Linked DNA regions of Mus musculus: all the other regions are linked to region 1. The links are chromatin contacts, called in public targeted proximity ligation maps. All regions are on one chromosome and are shown on one strand. The core of a region is the stretch at or near the end of the contact, and the rest is flanking DNA. Distances in the headings are between cores, read along the strand shown. Region 1 holds the start of Cep78 (centrosomal protein 78). Region 2 overlaps Gna14 (guanine nucleotide binding protein, alpha 14). Region 3 overlaps Gnaq (guanine nucleotide binding protein, alpha q polypeptide). Region 4 overlaps Gnaq (guanine nucleotide binding protein, alpha q polypeptide).

What was found.
Region 2: a contact with region 1 is called in a targeted proximity ligation map of embryonic stem cells, with 2.8 times the contacts expected there. A contact is called at or near these places in 2 of 39 promoter capture datasets (hippocampal neurons and trophoblast stem cells) and 3 of 130 datasets of targeted methods (astrocytes, bone marrow-derived macrophages and embryonic stem cells).
Region 3: a contact with region 1 is called in a targeted proximity ligation map of bone marrow-derived macrophages, with 4 times the contacts expected there. A contact is called at or near these places in 2 of 39 promoter capture datasets (the C10 cell line and liver), 4 of 130 datasets of targeted methods (bone marrow-derived macrophages, embryonic limb bud, embryonic stem cells and 1 more) and 2 of 9 other capture datasets (embryonic stem cells and liver).
Region 4: a targeted proximity ligation map of pancreatic cancer cells shows a contact between it and region 1. A contact is called at or near these places in 7 of 39 promoter capture datasets (the 3T3-L1 cell line, 3T3-L1-derived adipocytes, the C10 cell line and 3 more), 6 of 484 Hi-C or Micro-C datasets (the N1E-115 cell line, adipose-derived mesenchymal stem cells, bone marrow-derived macrophages and 3 more), 7 of 130 datasets of targeted methods (astrocytes, bone marrow-derived macrophages, embryonic forebrain and 3 more) and 2 of 9 other capture datasets (adipose tissue and liver).

Annotation. Positions count from the first base shown.
Region 1 is chr19:15,983,449-15,986,374 of GRCm38.p6, reverse strand. Cep78 (centrosomal protein 78) reads left to right here and starts at 1,386. Exons shown (of 15, transcript NM_198019.2): 1 at 1,386-1,762. The coding sequence starts at 1,495. It overlaps C130060C02Rik (RIKEN cDNA C130060C02 gene), which reads right to left and starts at 1,300. Exons shown (of 3, transcript NR_045355.1): 1 at 1,083-1,300.
Region 2 is chr19:16,490,204-16,493,129 of GRCm38.p6, reverse strand. All of the region lies in intron 1 of Gna14 (guanine nucleotide binding protein, alpha 14), which reads right to left. It also overlaps the pseudogene Gm8222. Among named protein-coding and RNA genes, the nearest start is that of Gna14, 56 kb to the right of the region's middle.
Region 3 is chr19:16,371,744-16,374,669 of GRCm38.p6, reverse strand. All of the region lies in intron 5 of Gnaq (guanine nucleotide binding protein, alpha q polypeptide), which reads right to left. Among named protein-coding and RNA genes, the nearest start is that of Mir496b, 58 kb to the right of the region's middle.
Region 4 is chr19:16,324,575-16,327,500 of GRCm38.p6, reverse strand. The region is part of intron 3 of Gnaq (guanine nucleotide binding protein, alpha q polypeptide); the gene reads right to left. Among named protein-coding and RNA genes, the nearest start is that of Mir496b, 11 kb to the right of the region's middle.

The sequences.
Region 1 (2,926 bases), core at 137-2,636:
CTTCCATTTACGAGAACACTTCGCAGTTACCAATGACAGACTAAAAACAACAAACTTATGTTTTAAAAGAAGTGAATGAGGACACAAAAGACTTAACTGTGGACATTTAGCCTGTCATTCATAATGTCTCTTGAATATAGTATGCCTTATAAACAGAAAATCAAACTCATACCTCAGGAATTTATAAATGTGCTTTAAAGTATTTCAGAGAAATGGCTTAGCACTTAGGTGCACTTAACTGCCCTTCCAGAGGACTGGGTTCCATTCCCAGCACCTATGGTGGGTGGGTCACAAATGTCTCAAATGCCTATAACTTCAGGTCCAAGGCATCTGACGCCCCTTTCTGATATCCCTAAGCACTGTGTACACGTGTCACTCACACACACACACACACACACTGAATAAAAATATAAGCAAATCTTTTACAAATGTAACTGAAATGGTGGCTAGAGACAGCTCTTCTTTCAGAGGCTCTGAGTCTGGTTCCCAGCACCTACACTGACTGGCTCACTACCACCTGTAACACCAGTTCCAGAGGATCTGATGCCTTCTTCTGGTCACTCTGGACACTTGCACACAGATAGCATACAGGCACGTACCCATAAATAAATCCTTAAAAAGAATAAAACAGACTGATGTATTTATTACCCAGAGTTCACTTTGTTTCTGCTCAAAGTAATTCATTTTAATGCATAACTAAATAACATGACATAGGGAATAAAATAGCTCAACTTAACCACTGCTGAGTGAATCCCAAGTTCACTTTCCATAGCTATTATGCTCAATGTTACTAACTCTGTTAAAATCATTAATAATAAAACCGTAATGAAATTATGGTCTCTCTGTGATACAGGAGTCGTCTTCGAGTTTATTTAGAGTACTAACATTGAAAACTAGTAAGAGTTCGAGGCCAACCTAGTCTACAAAGTGAGTTCCAGGACAGCCAGGACTGTTATACAGAGAAACGTTGTCTCAAACAACACATAGAGAGATAGAGAGGGAGAGAAATATCCACCATCAATGGAGGATACTAAGCTAAACTCTAGCTTTGCCTAACCCAAAGAAGAGAGGAAGGAAGCCACCTGGTTTGCATACGTGTTGGGAAATTCTTCTTGTGACTTCTCTCGGTGAGGAAGCATAAACAGTTGAGCGCTTCTAACAGTCTTCTCGAGGCTAAACCCGCTTCTCAGTTCTCAGGTCAAGCCCGGTTCTCAGGTCGTCACTCCATTGCACCTCACTTTTGGTACCCAGAGGCGCGCTCACTGCAGAGCATCTACTCGCCTCCAGCTGATGGCGCGTTGGACGTAGCGAGCCCGGGTGGGCGTGGCCCGCGCTCTGACGCACAGCGAGCGCGCCGACGCATGCGCACGTCGCCCGCGGGAGCTCGCCGGTGACTAGAACGGCGGCGGCGGCTCCCAGAGCGGGCGCTAACCGCCCGAGGCGTGGCGGGAGGCGGCGCGGGGCGGCTGGTGGAGGTCCCCGGGGTTGCCGGTCATGATCGACTCGGTGAAGCTCCGGCGCGACTGCGCGGCCGACTTCTTCTCGCACTACGAGTACCTGTGCGCGCTGCAGGACTCCGTGCCGCTGCCCGCCGTGCGCGCCTGCCTGCGGGACGGCGTGCTGGACTTCAATGCCGACCGGCTGCGCGCGGTGGACTGGGCACCGCTGCTCAGCACGCTCAGGGTGAACCGCGACCTGCCGCTGGTGGCCATCAAGAGCTCCTTCCAGCCGTGGCTCGGGGAAACAGTTCTGCGGTCCGGAGGTGCGAGGGTTTGGTCGGAGAAGTGGGAGCCCGGTGCAGGATCAGCCTGCGAAGCGGCCTCCACCTAGCCACAAAGGAGTTTTTGCCGCCGCCTCCCTTGCAGGTTGCCGCCTCGGTCCGTTGTCTGGAGTAGTCAAGCTAGGGAGTAGAACTCGACACTGCCCCTTATTACAGCGAGGATGACCAACTCTGCACCCCGAGGGGAATATGCGTGATAATTTAGCAAATGGTCCCTGCCCTCTCTTCTTTTAGGGGTTTAAATGTACAATCTCCCTTCATTCGTAATTGCAAGTTTAATACAGAAAAGGAGAAGGTTAAAGATGGAAAGAAAAAAATGTATAACAAAAAAATAATCAGGGACGTCTTTTTTGATTTTTAGAAAAATATTTGAGGGTTTTGCCTTCGCGTGTGTATGTGCACTATGTGTGTGCAGTGCCTGCGGAGTACAGAAAAGGGGGTAAGAGGTCGGAGTCCATATGTGAACCACCATATGGATGCTGGGAACCGAACTCGCATCCTTTGCAAGAGCAGCAAGTATGTCCAACCATTGAGCCATCTCTCCAGCCCAAGGGACTATTATTATTTGTTTCTTTTATTTATTTATTTATTTATTTATTTATTTATTTATTTATTTATTTATTTATTTATTTGAGAGACAGGGTTTCTCTGTGTAGCCCTGGCTATCTTGGAACTCACTCTGTAGACCAGGCTGGCCTTGAACTCAGAGTCTGGCCTGCCTCTGCCTCTCGAGTGCTGGGATTGAAGGCGTGCGCCACCACTGCCCGACTGGAACTATTATTTTTGACGAACCCGTTGTAAAACAGTTGACTCTGGTTATTTGCAGATAACGTATTTACAAGTTCCTTTCATTTGAATTTTTGTAACTCCCAGCCAAGTCTTTGTGGTGCTTCTATGGTCATTCATGAACACCCGCCCAGAAGCCAAAAAAAAAAAATTACCATCCAATATATATGTTCCTTACTGATTTGCATATTTGTGTGTTTGTGTATCTTAGTATTGGCGTATGTGCACACTCAGAAACAAGAAAGGGGTGTTGGGTGTCCTTTGATGGCTCTTCACCCATTTTTTAAATTTATTTTTTATTTTATTTTATTTATTTATTTTTTGAGAGAGACAGGGTCTGTTTTCTTAGTTTGGCTGGAA
Region 2 (2,926 bases), core at 285-2,784, 510 kb before region 1:
ACAATCCACTCTCTGACCATAACTTCAGATCAAGTCAATTTCCTGGCATTTATGAACACCTTGGATTTCTCAAAACCCTCGTTGCTCCTCCACACATTCTCTCCTGGGATACTTTCTGGATCACACTGGGGAATGGCACGAGCCTTTTGAAACCTTAAGCCGACCCCAGTGACATACTCCTTCAACAAGGCCCTGGTCCTAATCCTTCCCAAACAGGTACAAACTGGGGACCAAGTTCTCAAATGCCCAAGACTTAAAGGGGAACATCTCATTACACTGTCCCTTCCCCATGTTTGCTCATTACACCCAAAGCTTTCAGGCACAAAATAAGTCCCCAGATAACTGTGGAACATGTTTGACTGGTGTGCTTCCTCAGTGACAGTATGGAAAGGCACCAGTTGCTTTTCTGCTTCTGTTTCAAATCTACTTGTCTCTCATCCTTATCACTACCCTCAACGATTTCACACCCTTTCCCTCTCTTCAGTTAGTTTCTATCAAAGATATCATTATCTCTCCTTACCCACCAGAGTAAAGTCTAATCCTGGACCATCCATCTGACTCTCTGGAGAGCTTGCCCATCACCTTGAACTTGAAGCTCAAGCCATCATCTGATGAGGGTTTACTCACCCATCTTTTACAGCAGTTAGATCTGGATTTCCTTTTGTTCTCTCTGGCACACTAGACACAGAACTTTTCCAAAATAGATCTCTATTGCTTTGTCCCAGTTTGCCACAAGATTTGAATTCATTACTCCACTGCTATCGCTTGATGCCTTCCACTTCCCTCATTGCACAGTGTGTCTGCGATGGCCTGGATATTTGTCTGTATTTCCGAAATCCCCTCAAGGCATTGAACTGGGTAAAGTCAGAGGCCTTGTCCTGCTAGTCTTTGTATTCTCAGGCTCTGAGCAGTTTCCAGGATGTACTCAAAAGCCACTGGCATAGGACTGGAAAGATGGCTCAGTGACTAAGAGCATTTGCTTCTCTTGCAGATCAGCTGGGTTTGGTTCCCAGCATCCACATGGTAGTCACAACTGTGTGTACTCTAGTTCCAAGGGGACTCTTGGAACCCCTCTTCACCAGGCAAGCATGTGATACACATCTATACATACAGGCAGTCAAGCACTCATACACATGAAAAATTAATTAATTACATTAAGAAACCATTGGCTGTGTTTATGGAAACACCACTAACTGCCAGGCCAGGGTTTTCACAGCTCTGTGGAGCACGTTGAATTAGAATACCCTTGGGTTTCTTCCGGCACTAGCACCTGAAACTTGTTTGCACAAATTGCACATGAATGGATGCTCAGAAATTGCCAGGCAGCACTTAGGAATCTGGGAAATGCTTAAGAGCCTCACCCCATCTCTAATTGGCGTAATTCCCCCCAAACGCCTGAAAAGACAGCATCTCCTTTGTTTTGTGAATTTGCTCAGAAAATAAAGGCAAGGCTTACCAACTAGGTTGGGTTAGGACAGGAGGGGCAGCCGGGAAGAAAAGCAAGCTCGGGTTACTGCCCAGGTCAGCAGGCCACACAAACCCCTAGTTCGGGAACTTTGGACTCCTCTCAGTCCAGACGCCAAAATAAATTACTCTAAGCTTATGAAATTCCTGTAAACTTCCATTTGTGACTTTCATCGTTTTTATTGCATATTGTGAGTTGACAGGGTGGAAATTAAAAACAAAACACACAAAAGACATTTTGAGTCTGACCACAGTTGTCCTCTCTATGAGGGTAGCTATGGACAGATGCAGAACTGCCTAACCATTGTGTCTAGTGTCCGTGGAATTCTGAGGAGACCCTCATCACCTCCTCTCCAAAATTCCTAGTGGCATTTAGAGTTGGAGAGAGCTCCGCGGTTAAGAGCATTCCCTGTGCTTGCAGAAAACAGGAGTTCAGCTCGCAGCACCTCAGGAGGTTCCTAACCACTGGGACTTCAGCTGCAGGAGGCCTGACACCTTCTGGTCTCCGTGGATAAATAACAATAATTTAAAAACTAAACCTTTGACTTCCGCTTCCAGCTCTCCAGACACAAGGGTCCCAGGAGCCAAACTAGCGGGGAAAATGAGGCCTTTGACTGAAGAAGAGATCCGGGTAATGTTTGAGAAGATTGCGAAATACACTGGAGAGAATCTACAACTCCTGGTGGACAGACCCGACGGCACTTACTGTTTCCAGCTGCACAACGACCGACCGAGTGTACTATGTGAGTGAGATGATGCTGAAGCTGGCCGCCAACATCTCCAGAGATAAGCTAGTGTTGCTGAGGAGCTGGGGACGCGTTTTGGAAAGTTTACTAAGACCCCCAAGTTCCATTTGCACATTACAGCTCTGGATTACCCTGCACCCTATGCCAAATATAAAGTGTGGATAAAGCCGGGAGCAGAGCAGTCCTTCTTATATGGAAACCATGTGTTGAAATCCAGTCTGGTTAGAATTACTGAAAACACGTGTCAGTACCAGGGAGAAGTGGTTTATTCCATGGCGGATATTCCTCTGGGTTTTGGGGTGGCAGCAAAGGGCAGAAAAGTGGACCTTGTGGCAATTGTGGTGTTCCAACAAGCAGACATTGTGGATTATGTTCGCCATGAAGAGACACTGACTTAGGACGGTCATCCCAAGAACATTTTGCTGTGGGAGAGGACTTAGCTTTGTTTCCTGTGTGCGGGCCATCAGGTTAAAACTGGACCACACTGAGATATCAACACAAATGGCTCGAAAATAGGGTCTCTGGCCCTCTAGTCAAAAACAGTTGGACCACACGTATAAGGTCAGCTCGGGCTACTTGGAGAGTTCGAGGCTAGCCTGGGCTACCTAGTGAGACTTTTCTCAAGAATCCAAAACAGACAAACCAGAACCCGAGAGTGTTTTGTGTGAGTAAATAGTGTTTCTATTTTGTGTCTGCGTCGTCTTTGTTTGAATCAG
Region 3 (2,926 bases), core at 155-2,654, 390 kb before region 1:
ACAGAGTGAGTCTTTCTAACAAGTGGGCTTAACCCACACAAAGGGCTATATTCACCCATTAGACAGGGCTTCTCTAAAAAGCCACAGTGTAGCTTTTTAGAACTTTTCTAAGGTAATCTCTCACCTAGGGGCACTGCTCCTTCCTCAACCCACTGCACCCTCTTTGACCTTTCAGTGCTGGGGCCCACTTTTCTCCATGTTGGGGGCCTGCCTGGCCTGAAATGGTTTGAAGCTGCACACAGCATTGGATATAGAGGTAGCTTTAAAGACTGATGGTCTCTGGCCTTCTACCTCTCTGACTATACTGAATGCTTGTTGATAGCTTCTTTAAAATCCTAAAACCTTTCTTGCTTATTCTGAGGTTAAAAACTGCTGGCTTGGGAGATTCCACTGTAGCCTAATAGCAAGGGGCTAAGGAAAGGGTTAATCACTAGGGCTTTTTCCTCTCTTGCCCAGAAGCCTCGCCTCTCACTTGTCAGGCAGGACTGGAGGTTTAGAGCAATAAATTTTTATTGAACCAAGAGAAGAGAGTCAGGCTTGCAGGAGGAAAATCCTTTATACAAAAAATATGAATAAACTCACATATATTCATATATACACATTCATACTTATCTGTTGGGCCCAACAGTCTATCTAATCAATTTACATGCTTACACACATACATCCGTACTTACATATGCATATGAAGCAAAAGCCCAGGCGCCAGTGCAGAAAGCACTCAGTTATTCTGAATAAAAAGTAAGCATAGAGAAAAATGTCTGCCCTTTAATTGCTAAATGAATCAAACCCAAATCTGTAAGAAAAAAGCTTTGTCCTTTTTAGTAAGACTAAGCCTCCCTCGCCGTTAAGAAAAGACTGGTTCAGTTCCATGGTAAAGAGAAGCCTGCCTGCTCTTTCTGCTCGCTGCAGCATCTTCTCTGTTCCTCTTTCTCCATCCAATGTCCCAATGGATGGAGCAGTGTGTCCGAGGAAGCACACAGCTCTTCCTCTCTGTAGTTTGTAAGGACAGGAGGGTCAAGGAGAAATGCAGTGTGGACAATGAGGGAAGCACTGAGTGCCTGCTCACTCCTAAGACAAAGCAGGCTGGGCAGGGGCGGGGGTGGCACACAGTCTCACAGCCTCTTCTTAGGTTTTTAATAGAAACTGCCCAAGAGGATCAAAGAGGACCCAGTACAGGCTTCACTGTGGTGGACAATATTCTGCGCTAACTAGTTGCCATGGCCTCCACCTAGCCCCAAGGAGCCTTTCTATCACTTTCCCTTCAGCTAGTACTTCTGAACTCAGCTGTGTAGCTTTGAATGCTGGAACGGGGCACAAGAGACGGAAGCCACCTGCTAGGGTGGGGGTGTGCCTGCTCTTTCTTCCTTTCGGGGTCACAGAGAAAGGCCATGTGCTTGGCCACAGATGTCTAGACTCTATGAAGCCACCATGCAGACATGGAAAAAGGAAGTTCCCAGCCCACACTGTAGTAGTCAGCCACAGCTGTCTACTCCTAGTCCTGGCCCTGCCTGTCTGTCATTGCAGCAAGAGAGTGTGGCCAGAAATCTCATTCCTTGGTTGAGCCCTGCTTAAGGCCACAAGGATAGTTCTTACCCCTCATCACTGTAATGCTCTGTAATGTTTTCTCCTAATACATGACTGCTAGCCGCAGGCTAAATAAAGTACTAGTCCTAGCCTGACACTCACAGCTTGACACTGCCTGATTCACAGACCAACCTAATCCGAGCCTCTTCACAAATGTTCTCCTCCATATAGAGATCCCGTGTCACTGCCAGCTTACAGTGCACTCTGTTGACCCACTGACCCATAGGAGCTCCAACTTCTAATCCTTCAGGCCCAGGTTCCGTGGCTTTTCCCACACTTCTCTGGGCCTCTGGGTCTTCCACCTGTTTCCGGCTGGATCCACTGTGCTGGTAACAGCCCCTGCCTGGAACTGCAGGCAGCTATACCACTACAGGACTCACGGCTCACATGGATGAAGGAAGGATGTGATGGGAATCAGTCAGACCAGGATCAAGGGCGACTTTGGGTTGAAGCTTGACAGAATGAAAGGCTGTGAAGTGTGAATGTGAAGCAGAGGAAACACAAGCTCCAGAACCTGAAGGGGCCATGCTCCAAGTGCACCATTCCCCAGGGCTTCTGACTCCAAGAACCTGTGCACTAAAGAAGAAAAGCCTCTGTTTGGGTTACAGAGGCCATTTTCTCCTTATCTGCAGTGTATACTGGGGACAAGCATGGTGCAAACATGGTAGGCTCTATGAAGAACACACACATCTGTATGGCTCCAACACTAGGGGTCCTGTTGTAACTAACCACTCAGGTGCAATATCCAGGAACAGGCCAGGGCATGTTCACAGGGCCCTAGTCCCCTTGAAAGCCGGTTTTCCACAGGCTAGAGTCTGGTCCACGTCTGCATAAAAAGTTCCTGAAGGGCCTAACCCAACGGCATCTCACGTCTGTCCAGTGGAGCTCTGCTGCTCATGGGCAAAGGCTGCATTTTCCGATTCCTCGTCAACACGCTGGTGCTTCTCGCTGTCCAGGCAACAAAACTAAGCTTGGAACAACACTTTCAACAGCCTTTCCACCTCACTGCTCTGTCACCAATACACACACGCTCTTTCTCACAAACCAAACTACCAAACCAGACCAAGCTGACAACAGGATCCTTAACTCTTTCAGATGACACAATCTATAGGGAGGAAGCAGAGTCCTGGGTGCATGCTTGTTGCCATGGCGTGGCCAGGTCACCCCATGACTCATCCCCATGTGGTGGTGTTCAGAGGAATGACAGAGCCTTTCTTGTGTCTGAGGGAGAATATAGACAGCAGGGGGAGAAATTCTCCACTGCAGCTTTCTCCTCCTGGATGTTTGTGGCCTCAAGATTGCTCCTATGAAGAATAGCTTCCATGTTCAACTGCATGCAATA
Region 4 (2,926 bases), core at 136-2,635, 340 kb before region 1:
GGAGCAAAGTTATATAGGGTTCTGTTGGTTTTCAGTAAAAGGAAGGGAGGGCAAAGAAAGAGCTAAAGTAATCTCACAGTTCCTCTCCCACAGCAACAGAGTCACCTGGAGTTTAATGGCACACTAGACTTACAGCTTTATGGTAGAAGCGAAAGATATGAAAGCTCTTGGATAAATTCATGGGCTATGCAAGGAGTTTGCCCAAGATTTTATTTGGGTTAAGTCATCATAAAATTCCAAGTAATAATCCCCAAACATCTCCCTGTAGCATGTTTGAATACATGAGTGGATGAAGGCAGCCACGCCCACTAGCTTGCTTTCTTGTTACAATTAACTTCAGGATCATCTCTTGCTGTAAACAATAAAGTTTTAAGTTTAGAAAAAAGGAGCTATACCCATGCTTTGAATTATTAAAAGTAAAGAGTAAAGCTGAGACTTCGGTAAAATAATATGACCAAATCAAATTAAATTTGACTTTTTTTTTGCTTGGGATATGATTCTAAGTGATCATTAATTTTAATGATTGTCTGTCCATAGCAAATTTGAGCTACTGTGAGCATAAGAGTAACTTTGAACAACTCAATTGTCCCTCCCAGTTTTAAATGAAAGCAACCCAGAATAAGATTTGGCAACATATAAGTGAACTAGCTTTTTTTAAAAAAAAGTTTTAAAGAAAAAGTTAGAGGCATATAGACAGACCTTAGCAAGTACACCATTAAGAAAAAAGGACCTGTGGGTAGTAAGTAAGAAAAGAAGTTTCTGGCATGTGATGCAAACCCAGCTAAACACAAGATAAAACAGTGCCTTGTGGCATTAACAGCATGCTCACTGGGCAGATATTTGGCACTGGGGGATTTTAACCCCTATTAAGTGTCTCCATGGCAAGGCTGCCATGTTACAGATTTGCAGTTCAAGTTCGATATGAAGATAAAATCGTGGCACAGAAAAATGATGCTGGGTAGGCTTCATATTTTTAATTATTAAAAAGAAGGTTACAAAAACTAGGTCGCCTTCATTAAAAAAAATTAACAAGACCTCATTGTGAGAGGCCCAGTCCCTTGGGAGTAGAAAGCTAGATCATGCCATGAGATCCTATCTGACTGTCAGAAAGCAGCGAAGGCAAGGAAGAAGCCCAGACACAGCTCTGTCCAGAGCTGGATGAGCACAAAATTCCAGAGAAAAAGAGTTAAAAAAACAAAACAAAAAACCAAACCACTGGAACATTGTTAGAGAGACCTTTAAAAAATGGTTTAGTGACAGTTCTGAAATCTACTACCCTGAGACAAGGTTCAAAGCAACCCAGGTCTGAAGGCCTGGATGGAGCGGCCCTCCTCCCTCTGATCTGATTGGCCAGGAATCTGGTTCAGCTTGTTAGCTGAATGCAGTTACTCATTACACAAGCACTCCCGTCTCAAGTGAACTCAGTGGGTAAAAGGGAAGTAAGCGTTCCTCATGGCTAGTGCTCAGTGACCGGTAGCATTTATTACGGGTAGTTTTGGACATAACGTTGTTTGCTTTTCATAGGAAATCCCAAGTGCAAGGCAAAGGCCACAAAGTAGTGTTATGGATCCCGATTCTTCAGAACGTTATCTCAGGGGAGAGTAATCTCCACAGTAAAGAGAAAGGGAAGGGAGAATGGGTCCCGACTCTCTTTGACAAAAGAACTACAACAATTCACAAAGTATTTTTTCCCCTTAGCAAATATCCTGAGTATCCTGAAAAGAACTTAGCATTTAGGAAAGAGACTCAACATATTAATTCTATATACATACTGTTCAAAATGATTATCAAAGAGACCAGTGGGACCGAGCAACTCTGTGTGCCAGGCAGACCCCAGTGTTGAGTCCAGGACAAGGCCAAGAGCAACAGATTCACAACTATATTGCACAAAGAAACAGACAAAGCCTGTATTAGATACACACACAGCCAGGCACAACAATGCACACCTATAGCCCTTACTACTGGGGTGGGGAGAGGGGAGCTAAGCAGGATTGTTTGTGGCAGGGAGCCTGAGGTACTGTACTGGTGCAACACAAATGGACTGTCTCTTAAGTAGGAAACAAAAGGAAACAACAAAATCCAAAGAGAGAGACAGAGGAAGGCAAAAGAGGCCCTTAGTTCCCCTACTGAGTTTTTCTAATTTATTTTCTTGTAAGACAGCTTTCAAGGGTGTTGATTAATTCTGACCCAATTCTGAAACACCAAGAAACAATAGAATGTTGCTTCTTATCTGCCTTGCTGTGCAGTGACTATGCTTAATTCAGATAACATATACCTGTTTAATGAGAATGTATTATGTTAAATTCTAATTCCGCGTGTCTTTGATGGGAGTTGGTGGCTGGCACAAGGAACTGGTATGAAAATACATTAAAATATACTTCTTTGCCTTAGGGATGTCAGACTACCTGGGAAGCAAAGATAGTACAGATGAATCAATTGAGAAACAATTAAGTACCCAAGTGTAACTTGCTAACTAAGAATGTAATAAGAAAGGATAGGTGATCATGAACTGCAGTAGGGAATTATGTGCACAAAAGGGTGGGGGATGCTAGAGGCAGAAAAGAGAAGAAATAAGAGTAAAGAAATCAGAAATGGCACAGAATTTTCTTAGTTTTTCAACTAATACCTTTTAATCAAAGTCCATGGTAAACCAGAGAATAACTTCTTTGAAAGTGGGAATGAACCAAATGATAAAAGACCTAAATCCCTTCCTAAAGGAGTGGTACTGTAGCAATGAGTACAGTTGTACTGCACATACCCACTGGTGATATGAACAATGGGCCTATGAGAAGTCCCACTGACCACAGCTGAGAGCTAACTCTAAACACAAGCCAGTTTCCTAAGGCCATATTATTTTAACTTAGAGGTTTACTCTGTAGCACCAGGCCCTGACATTCAAGCATGATGACCATGTCCAGAGACTGAT